2 separate regions of the Mus musculus genome follow, and region 2 is linked to region 1. Evidence: chromatin contacts called from public promoter capture Hi-C data. All regions are on one chromosome and are shown on one strand. The core of a region is the stretch at or near the end of the contact, and the rest is flanking DNA. Distances in the headings are between cores, read along the strand shown.

Region 1 (4,405 bases), core at 1,335-3,834:
CAAGCCTTATCTTTCACTTAAAGATGGCCTGCAAAAGTGCAAGCCACAATGGAAAAAAATTTTTTTTCCCTGAAGATGGGTAGTCAGAGTCAGGGAACTGGGATGGTGGCTTAAGGATGCCTCCAAGACTGGCTGTAGATCCCCTTACCTGAAGGTAGCTCCCTCCTGGCCCTATCAGCTACAGAGGGCTCTCTACACTCTCCTAGCCTCAACTCAGAAAGGAGAACAGCTCACCCTAGAGAAGGGTGACTACTCACCCCTGGGGTGGCCACCTGTAGGTTGAAGGCAGCACTGGCCAGTGTGAAACAGTGGACGAAGGACTGGGCTGACACACCTGCAAAAGAGGGGTCCAGAAAAGTGAGGGCATGATAGGGCCAGCTGTCTCATCCCTATTCATAGACTGCTCCAGTGCTCCTGGGGCCATCCTGGTCCCAGAACCTGCCTTAGGGGCAGTCCATTTTACCCACCCCAGGGCCTACTCCCTGGGGGCAGGACAGCAGCCCTTCAGGTTCAGGAATACATAACTGAGAAGACCTGCTCAGAGGTCCACAGCAAGTCTATTATTTTACCCAGCTTTGGTCACTGGACCCTGAAAGACCTGCAGGTGCTCCAGTGGTTCTGAAACCTCCCTGGACAGGCTCTCCACTTGACCTAATAACTCTACCTTCAGGCCCCCAGGTCACCTTAACTGTCCACCAACACCATTACACCCTTGGCTGCATCCTACCCTTTCCCACTATAGGTACTTCCAAACAGGTAAATGTCTGGTGCATCCCCTTAGAGATCCACCAGGATCCAAGGTCCCCATAACCTGGGAAGAGCAGCAGTGAACATGTCACAGAGGTAAACGCAGCAGGAGAGGAGAGTGGTGTCTGGGGCACTCCCACACCCAGGACATGGGTAAGATTCTGCCCCACCATGGTATTCTCAGCCCTCTTCTGCCCATCAAAAGTGGCACACACCTTTAATCCCAGCACTCAGAGGCAGAGGCAGGCAGATTTCTGAGTTCAAGGCCAGCCTGGTCTACAGAGTGAGTTCCAGGACAGCCAGGGCTACACAGAGAAACCCTGTCTCAAAAAAACCAACAACAACAAAAAAGTCCTTCAAAAAGGAACGAAGCTTGCCTAATTCAAAAGACTCTAGCCCCCAGGTGTGGTAATGCACACCTTTATGCACACCTTTGATCCTAGCACTTTTTAAAAGATTTATTTATTTACTTTATGTATATGAGTACACACTGAAGCTGTACAGATGGTTGTGAGCCTTCATCTGGTTGTTGAGAATTGAATTTAGGACCTCTGCTCACTCCAGTCCAAAGGTTTATTTGTTATTATAAATAAGTACATTGTAGCTGTCTTCAGACCAAATGGTTGCTCTCTCCCATCCTGGTCTTAAGACACCCTGTGGGTCTTAAGACACTCCAGAAGAGGGAGTCAGATCTTGTTAAGGATGGTTGTGAGGTTGTTGGGATTTGAACTCAGGACCTTCGGAAGAGCAGTCAGTGTTCTTATCCGCTGAGCCTTCTCACCAGCCCCCTAGCATTTTTTTAAAGACAGCATCTCATGTAGCCATTGCCCTCTCTATCCTCCTGCCTCCAACTCTGACACTAGGCTTTTGGCTTGTGGATTTTGTTTTGGTTAATATTTTGAGTCAGACCTCACTGTGTACTCCTGCTAGCCTGGAACTTGCTATATAAGTTCCAGACGGGCTCAAACTCCTGGAGATCCATCTGCCTCTGCCTCCTGAGTGCTGGGATTAAAGATAATTTTTAGCTTCTCAATCCCTCACTTTCCGACTCTCAAGGAAGGCCTACCTAGGAGCTGCTGTAGATTCTCTTTTACCTCTATTCCAGGGAGGAGCAGCACCCTCAGGCCCCTCCCACCCTCACCTGGGACGCTTCAGTGTGGAACCCAGAAATTCATCAGTCCAAGATCCCGACGTACCCTCGCGCTCACACCCACTTGCAGAGGTCTATAGGAATCCAGAGGGAAACCCCGGGCCGCAGCCCTGGGCTCCACCTCCCCACAGAGACTATCTCGGGCCAGTCGGTTCCCTAAGGACCCGTGAAGTAATCATCTGCCCAGCGCCCCTGACACACACCGGGCAGTTGGAACATGAAGCCAACAGACCCCTTCTGCGTGAGGGTCCCTTTTATGCAGCTCTTTCGAGCAACCTCTTTCAGGATCGCTTCCTGGAGGTGCACGAAGATAAACCCAAGATAGGGGGTAACAGAGAGGCAGAAAACACGGGCAGAGAGAGTACCAAGCCCCTGCGGCTCACTCGGGGGCAGGGTCATCTCTGCAGCCGCTGACCGTCCCTGTCTGCCAGCGCAGACAACATAGTAGGCCTGCGCCAGAGAAACAGATGCAGGGTCCCAGAATCTCAACTCCACAAACACAAACGTTTGCCCAGAGTCAGGACTGCAGGCCAGTGAGCTACACAGCTGCCCTGCGCGCCTCACCTTCGGAAGCGCCGCTGGCCACCAGGAGACACGCAGGCCTGCTTGGCAGCCGCTCGGACGCCATGGCTACAGCCCAGGCGGATATTTGTGCGAGGGATGGGGCGGGGCGGGGCTCGCCTGCAGAGAGCGGAATGCGCATGCGTGAGGCACGAAGGGCGGGGCTCGCCGGCAGGGTGCAAGGTGGGGTGGGAGAAACAACGCGGAAATTGAGTGAAGATGGGGGCAGTTTGCGCATGCGCATGGGGTAGTGGTTGAGTGGCAAGCATGCGAGGGGCGGGGACTGAGCGGGGGCGGAGCGGGGCGGAGCGGGGCGGGGGTTGGAGGCGGAGGCGGGGGAGGATACGCCCTGGGTCCCTGAGTGGTCGTTTCCTGATTGGAAGCCACCGGTACAGACTTGTGGCCCTAGGGCACATCAATTAAACCCAGTGGGCCGGGTAGATGTTTCCGAGTCCGAGTCTACCACAGAGCTACTACGCCTTGGGCCTTTGCCCGAAAGTTGAGCCTGGCTAAGTGTGTCAGGGAGCGATGACCGGTCGGGCGGACAGGGTGAGGGGCACAGAGTTGGGTCGTATGTGGGCGGGTCTTCCTCTGCCGGTTTGTGAAGATCCAGAAGATACCTGGGTCGGTTGAGTTTTGTATGTTCCTATAGAGGATGGAATGTCACTTCCTGAGCTGTGGACGCCTCTGGAGGTTCTGTTGAGTTTCCTGAGGAAAAGACCAGATTGGGGAGGCCAACCTGTATCTAAAGCGATTTACTTCTGTGGGACTCCTGCTGGGGCTTAGGAAAAGGAACCTGGAGCCCAGGATTGTGTGTTGTCTGAGTGGCGACTTTTGAAGATTCACAAGCCACAAGCTTGACTAGCCATCCTTATTAAATCCCCATCTATTGACATGAAACCCTGAAATTGAAGGGGTCAGATTGGCTAGTGTCCACATACTCACACAGTTCCACCTTTGTGCTGCCTCCAGAGTAACATTAAGGCACCAGAAGTGGCAGAGCCAGCAGTAAGCTTGAGTCTTGTGGAGAAAAGTATTTATATTGAATTCAACGCCCAGGTATTAGATATAATTTTGTAAAGAGACTACCATTCCAGGGAAATGTATAGACAGGGCAAATTTTACCCTTGAGGAAGAGTGTGCTGGAGAAAATGGTGAACAGCACCCCAAGACAGGAAGAGCATTTGATTTTGTTTTAACTCAGGTGGTGGCTGTTTCTTTTGCCCACTGACTGGAGTCCGACCTCACAATCTTATTAACTAGTCGGGAAAGACTCAACATACAAGAAATGGAGGAGGGGAAAGCAGTCCCTGACTGAAGGAGAATCACTGTTCCAGGCTAGTATAGAGAAATACACCTTTGGGTAAACAAAGCTTTTACTAGGTGGAAAGGATTAAACATTTGCATAAAAGTCTTACAAGGTGAAGGAGATAAAAATATTTGGATTCTTCATTCTTTTTTTTTTTTTTTTTTTTTTGTGTTTTTGAGACAGGGTTTCTCTGTGTAGTCCTGGCTGTCCTGGAACTCACTTTGTAGACCAGGCTGGCCTCGAACTCAGAAATCTGCCTGCCTCTGCCTCCTGAGTGCTGGGATTAAAGGCGTGCGCCACCACGCCCGGCTTGGACTCTTCATTCTAAACACAGGTTTTATAATATTTTGATAGAAAAGACTAATATTTGCTGGGTGTAGTAGCCTGTGCCTTTAATCCCAGCACTCAGAGACAGGGCAGGTGGATCTCTGAGTTCAAGGCCAGCCTGGTCTACAAAGGGAGTTCCAGGACAACCAGGGCTACCCAGAGAAATCCTGTCTTTAAAAAAGGGGTGGGGGGGCCTGGAGAGATGACTCAGCAGTTAAGAGCACTGACTGCTCTTCCAAAGGTTCTGAGTTCAAATCCCAGCAACCACATGGTTGCTCACAACCATCCGTAATGAGATCTGATGCACTCTT
Region 2 (4,405 bases), core at 1,099-3,598, 140 kb before region 1:
TGGGCTCACCTCCGATACATTAAATGTCTTGATTTCAAAGGAGAATTTTGGCGCATTGTCATTGATATCCAGGACAGCCACAAACACCTCCAGGCGTACCACCTGCAGCAAAGTCACCAAAGTCAGCAATGCTCTGATGACCCATCATTCATTCATTCCTTTTCTTATCTGTTTCATTATTCTTATCTTATTCATTCAGTCAGTCAGTCATTCTTTCCCTTTCATTCCACAGCTCTGATGGCAGCAATAATGTGGTGGCCTGTGAGCTACTGTTCTAGGAGGAACGTAGACTGTAAAAACAAGTTTTAGAGTGTGGCCACATGTGTGTGGTGGGTGGGCTGAAGAGAAATGATGACAATCCCAGGGCCACAACCAGCAACGCATCGAAGGGAGAAAAACAGCCTCTCGCGGCTTCAGAAACAGGTCTCCAAGAGAAGATCAGAGAAAGGGGCCTTTAGGTTAAAACCAAACAGCTTTATTCCATGAGAGAACCCTTCCTGAGACCCAGGGAGAAACGAACACAGCCAGGTGCTGGAGGACAGAGAGAAAGCTGTTCTTCTCAGGTGTGACAGATACCAAGTCCATGCCTCTCTCTGTCTTCCTGTTTCTGTCTCTGTCTCTCTGTGTATCTGTATGTCTGTGTATGTGTGTGAATTATATTCATGTGTTGAAGGTGGAGCCCAGGGCTTCAAATCATACTAGGCAGATACTCTACCACTGAACTATACCAAAAAAAAAAAATAAGTTTTGTCTTGTTTTGTTTTTTTAATATTACTACCTATTAGAGACGTGGCCCAAGATGTGTGTGGTAACATGTCATGGAGCCAGGTAGGAGTGCAGGGTGTGAGAGTTGCTCATGGTGAAGCAGAAATTATGTGGGGCCTGTTATTTCTTCGAGCTTCCTTTAGTAAAAGGCTTGTGGTGGAGGCTGAGGGATACGATGTATGGGATAGGGTAGCGGGGCAGCATAACGTAGGAGGGTTAAGCATCAAAATGAATTTGCATACCAGATCAGTGTCTGCATGCCCTAGCCTGCCTCACCCACCCACCTGTGCATTTAGCTTTGGAGTCCGGTAAGAAACGTAGAAGTTTCTGTGTGAGGCTGTCTGGGGTTGTGGTTATGACTCTCTAGGGATTCACTATGTGGGGGAAGGAATAGAGAAGGACCAAGGGCACGGAGAGCAAATGGATCTGCGGCAGGGTCAGAAAGGAGACCTGCTGCCCAAGGCCCCGTGGGACTAGAGGTAGGAAGAGTAGGGCTGACTCTAACTGAGGCACAACCGACAATCCCAACAATGTACCTGGGGTGGGGTGACCTCAAAAGGGGCCTAAGTGGCTGGCAGGTGAGGGATGAGAGGCAGACTTAGGGCCTCAGGGTATTGACTTAATCCACAGCTCTAAGTTAGCTGACTTTGAGTCTGGAGCTCAGGGAAGTCTAGGCTGAAAGAAGCAAGCGTGGGAGTGGCCAGGAGAGAGCTGAGGTCATGGGGGAATGGCCTTGGGGTACTCTGACAGAAGGCAGAGGTGATCAGGTACTGGGGTTAACTTACCACCGCATCTCCTCTCTTACACTCCACATCTGCCTGGAGCAATGAGTTTTCCTAAGGATGAAGCCAGGGGCCCTATGAGTCACTTGCCACATAAGGAGCTATGCTGCTCTAGAACGGGAGAGTACGGCTAGGAGAGCAGGTACCGCTCCAGCGCCCCAGTCATCTGTGGGAAATCCTGGGTGTGTGGGGGGGGGCATTTGGCAGCTTTGTCCCCTACGGCCCTCCCCCTCAGTACCAACCAACCGACCACAGGGCCTGAAGGGTTCCTCACTCAGGGGGATAGAGAACCCTCAGCCCCTCCTTCCCTGAATCTTCCCCAGGTTAGGAGGCCCGCCCATGTATGTCTCCATGAAGGCACATTCCATCCAGCCTACAGACTGTACCTCATAATCTGGAGTCACGTTGAGAAACAGATCTTTTCCTTCGATCCTAAAGGCATAAGGAGTGGACAAGGGTCCCAAGGTCACGTGCAGGCCGTCTGGGACAAAAATGTTCACCAGTGGCTCAGAAACAGTGGTGTTCTCCTCGACTCTAAATATGGTCTGGTTCACAGAGCAGACTAGAAAGTTGGAAAGAAGAAGTTGGTTCCTCATCAGAGCTCTGCCACCCACCTGTCCTGCCCCTGCCCGACACATACCCTGGGTCTGGGCCAAGGTCCCCGGAGGTTGGCCAAACAGCACTGTGAGCCATGGCAACAGCAGGGAAGGCCACAGGAGGGCCGGAGCCCCCATGGCGGCAGCTGTCACCTGGAAGAAGGATCCAGCTTGCTTGGTTCCAGGGCTGGTACAATTCCTGCCTTGGCGACCTTCGCCCCTGCCAGGCACCGCCTCATTTTATGACCCTTTACAGATGGCCTCTATCAAGGGGACTCCCGCTGGCCGGCACTAACAGGGGACATGAGGTCATATTTCGGCCTGGACTTCCAGGAAGTTAGCTGGAGACTCAACCCACGGGAACTACACATAAGGTGTATGAAGCTTGAGAACAAGGAGGAGTGGAGAATAGGTGTGGGGAGCCAGGGCAAGGCTCTGGGGCCATAGATCTAAGGAGGCTGAGTCAGGGCTGGGGGCTGAAGCAGGCCTGTGGGATGGAACCATGGGTCTGGGGAGCTGGGGCAGGGCTATGGGGAGCTGGGGCAGGGCTATGGAGAGCTGGGGCAGGGCTATGGAGAGCTGGGGCAGGGCTGTGGGGAACTGGGGCAGGGCTGTAGGGAGCTGAGTCAGGGCTGGGGGCTGAAGCAGGCCTGTGGGATGGAACCATGGGTCTGGGGAGCTGGGGCAGGGCTGTGGGGAGCTGGGGCAGGGCTATGGAGAGCTGGGGCAGGGCTGTGGGGAATGGGGGCAGGGCTGTGGGGAGCTGGGAGCAAGAACAGGCTGAGCCATTGGGTCTACTGTAGCCCTCATTGGGGTGTCCCTCATCTTGTCTCTTTCTCCTCAGTGTTCTCTAGCAAAATCCCTGGAGCTATGTCATGTCGTCTCCCTTCCCTTCCCTCGTCCACTCCCAAGGGAAATGGCTGTGTCCCAGTATGCTCCTGCTGTATGAGAAACACAGCAGTTCCCCCAGGGTAGGGCCTGGCAGAGCCTTGGTTGGTGTTAGGATGCAGATAGAACCTTTCAGCCACAGCTAGGAGCTGGGGTTTGGGGAGCCAGTATCTGATGGAAGACAGGAATCCTGGTGAGGACACAGCCCAGGCCTCCATTAGATATGCTTCCTCTCCTTTTGCCTGTAAGCTCTCAGAGATAGGAAGAAGGCCCTGGGTGGGATCAGGAGGGTCGTAGGGGGTGTTCTGTTGAAAGGGCCTGCACAGCTCTCACTACTGTGGGCCTTTGCAGGGCTGGCTGCTTTAGGTGTCTGAAAACCTTCCCGAGGCTCCAAGCCTCTGCAAAGACTGAGCACTGTCTCACAACCCTTCACTGGTCCTACAGCTGCCTACTGGGAGATGACATCACCGTCAGGCCTCAGGCCTAGACATGTTAGAGCCAGGATGTACTCAGGTCCTCCCACTCATAAGCGGACCCCTATGACCCCGCCTGAGCCTCCTCCTCACCACTTCATTTACCCTGGCCACATGGCTGGACCAGGGTGGGGAGTCCCTGATCCCTAGAAATTTTGCTAAATGGACCACAGGGCAAGGTGGCACTCTAGGGAATTCAGCTGGGAAAAGAGGGGTTCAGCTGATGCCAGAGATAAGAAATGTCCTAGCTGGCTTCTTGGGTTCAAAGGGCAGCTGGGTGTGGTCCTAGCCACTGAATGAGATGGCTGGATCTGTCCACGCCTTCCAGGCTCTCGGAGCAGAGGCGGCCTTCATTTTATCAGACATCACACACCATGAGCTAAAAGACCAGGGTCTAAATTCCTTTTTTATTGATGCCAAGGACAACCAATCCCTACTCCAGCCAGGGTCCTAGAGACTCTTCCTCCCTCATCTGGGTGGCCTGGTTGTTTCAGTCCACTCTGAACGATCAACAGCAGACCTTGGTCCAGGAGGCAGCCAGAGAGACAGGGACCCATCCAGGGACAGCCTGGGCAGAAGCCTGTGGAAGGAGAGGGGACTAGTGAGTGACCATCAGAGTGCGGGTACCCACCTGGCTGGGGCACTTTAGGAATCCAGCTGAGGATGGAAAACTCACCAGTCCTGTAGGGTCTGAGTGTTCGACCACAGCAAGCAGAGCTGGTCCTCTAAGGGCTTGGACCGGGCCAGGCTGTTCTCTGGGATATTTTCTGTGTCCTGCTCGCTGACCCCACCCCCACCCCCACGCCCAAAGTAGAATTAGTGGTGTACAGGGATGTGGCGGGCCTGTCCCATACTAGCCAGTCTGGAAAATTCTACCTAGCGCGGGCTCACCTGCGCTTCC

Evidence for each region. Capture Hi-C pulls out chosen DNA fragments and counts their contacts.
Region 2: a contact with region 1 is called in a promoter capture Hi-C map of liver. The contact joins the promoter of Cdhr5 here to the promoter of Gatd1 in region 1. A contact is called at or near these places in 21 of 39 promoter capture datasets (the 3T3-L1 cell line, 3T3-L1-derived adipocytes, the C10 cell line and 14 more), 1 of 15 datasets of contacts at CTCF or cohesin (pro-B cells), 11 of 484 Hi-C or Micro-C datasets (the Ba/F3 cell line, the G1E-ER4 cell line, the HL-1 cell line and 7 more), 8 of 115 datasets of contacts at active chromatin or transcription factors (the HPC-7 cell line, the SCID.adh cell line, bone marrow-derived macrophages and 5 more) and 4 of 9 other capture datasets (adipose tissue, embryonic stem cells, liver and 1 more).

What each region holds. Positions count from the first base shown.
Region 1 is chr7:141,411,541-141,415,945 of GRCm38.p6, forward strand. It overlaps Gatd1 (glutamine amidotransferase like class 1 domain containing 1), which reads right to left and starts at 2,585. Exons shown (of 8, transcript NM_172116.4): 1 at 2,462-2,585; 2 at 258-334. The coding sequence starts at 2,525.
Region 2 is chr7:141,274,438-141,278,842 of GRCm38.p6, forward strand. It overlaps Cdhr5 (cadherin-related family member 5), which reads right to left and starts at 2,349. Exons shown (of 15, transcript NM_001114322.1): 1 at 2,188-2,349; 2 at 1,934-2,109; 3 at 1,551-1,601; 4 at 10-102. The coding sequence starts at 2,281. It overlaps Sct (secretin), which reads right to left. Exons shown (of 4, transcript NM_011328.3): 2 at 4,396-4,405; 3 at 4,181-4,285; 4 at 3,892-4,084. The coding sequence ends at 3,973.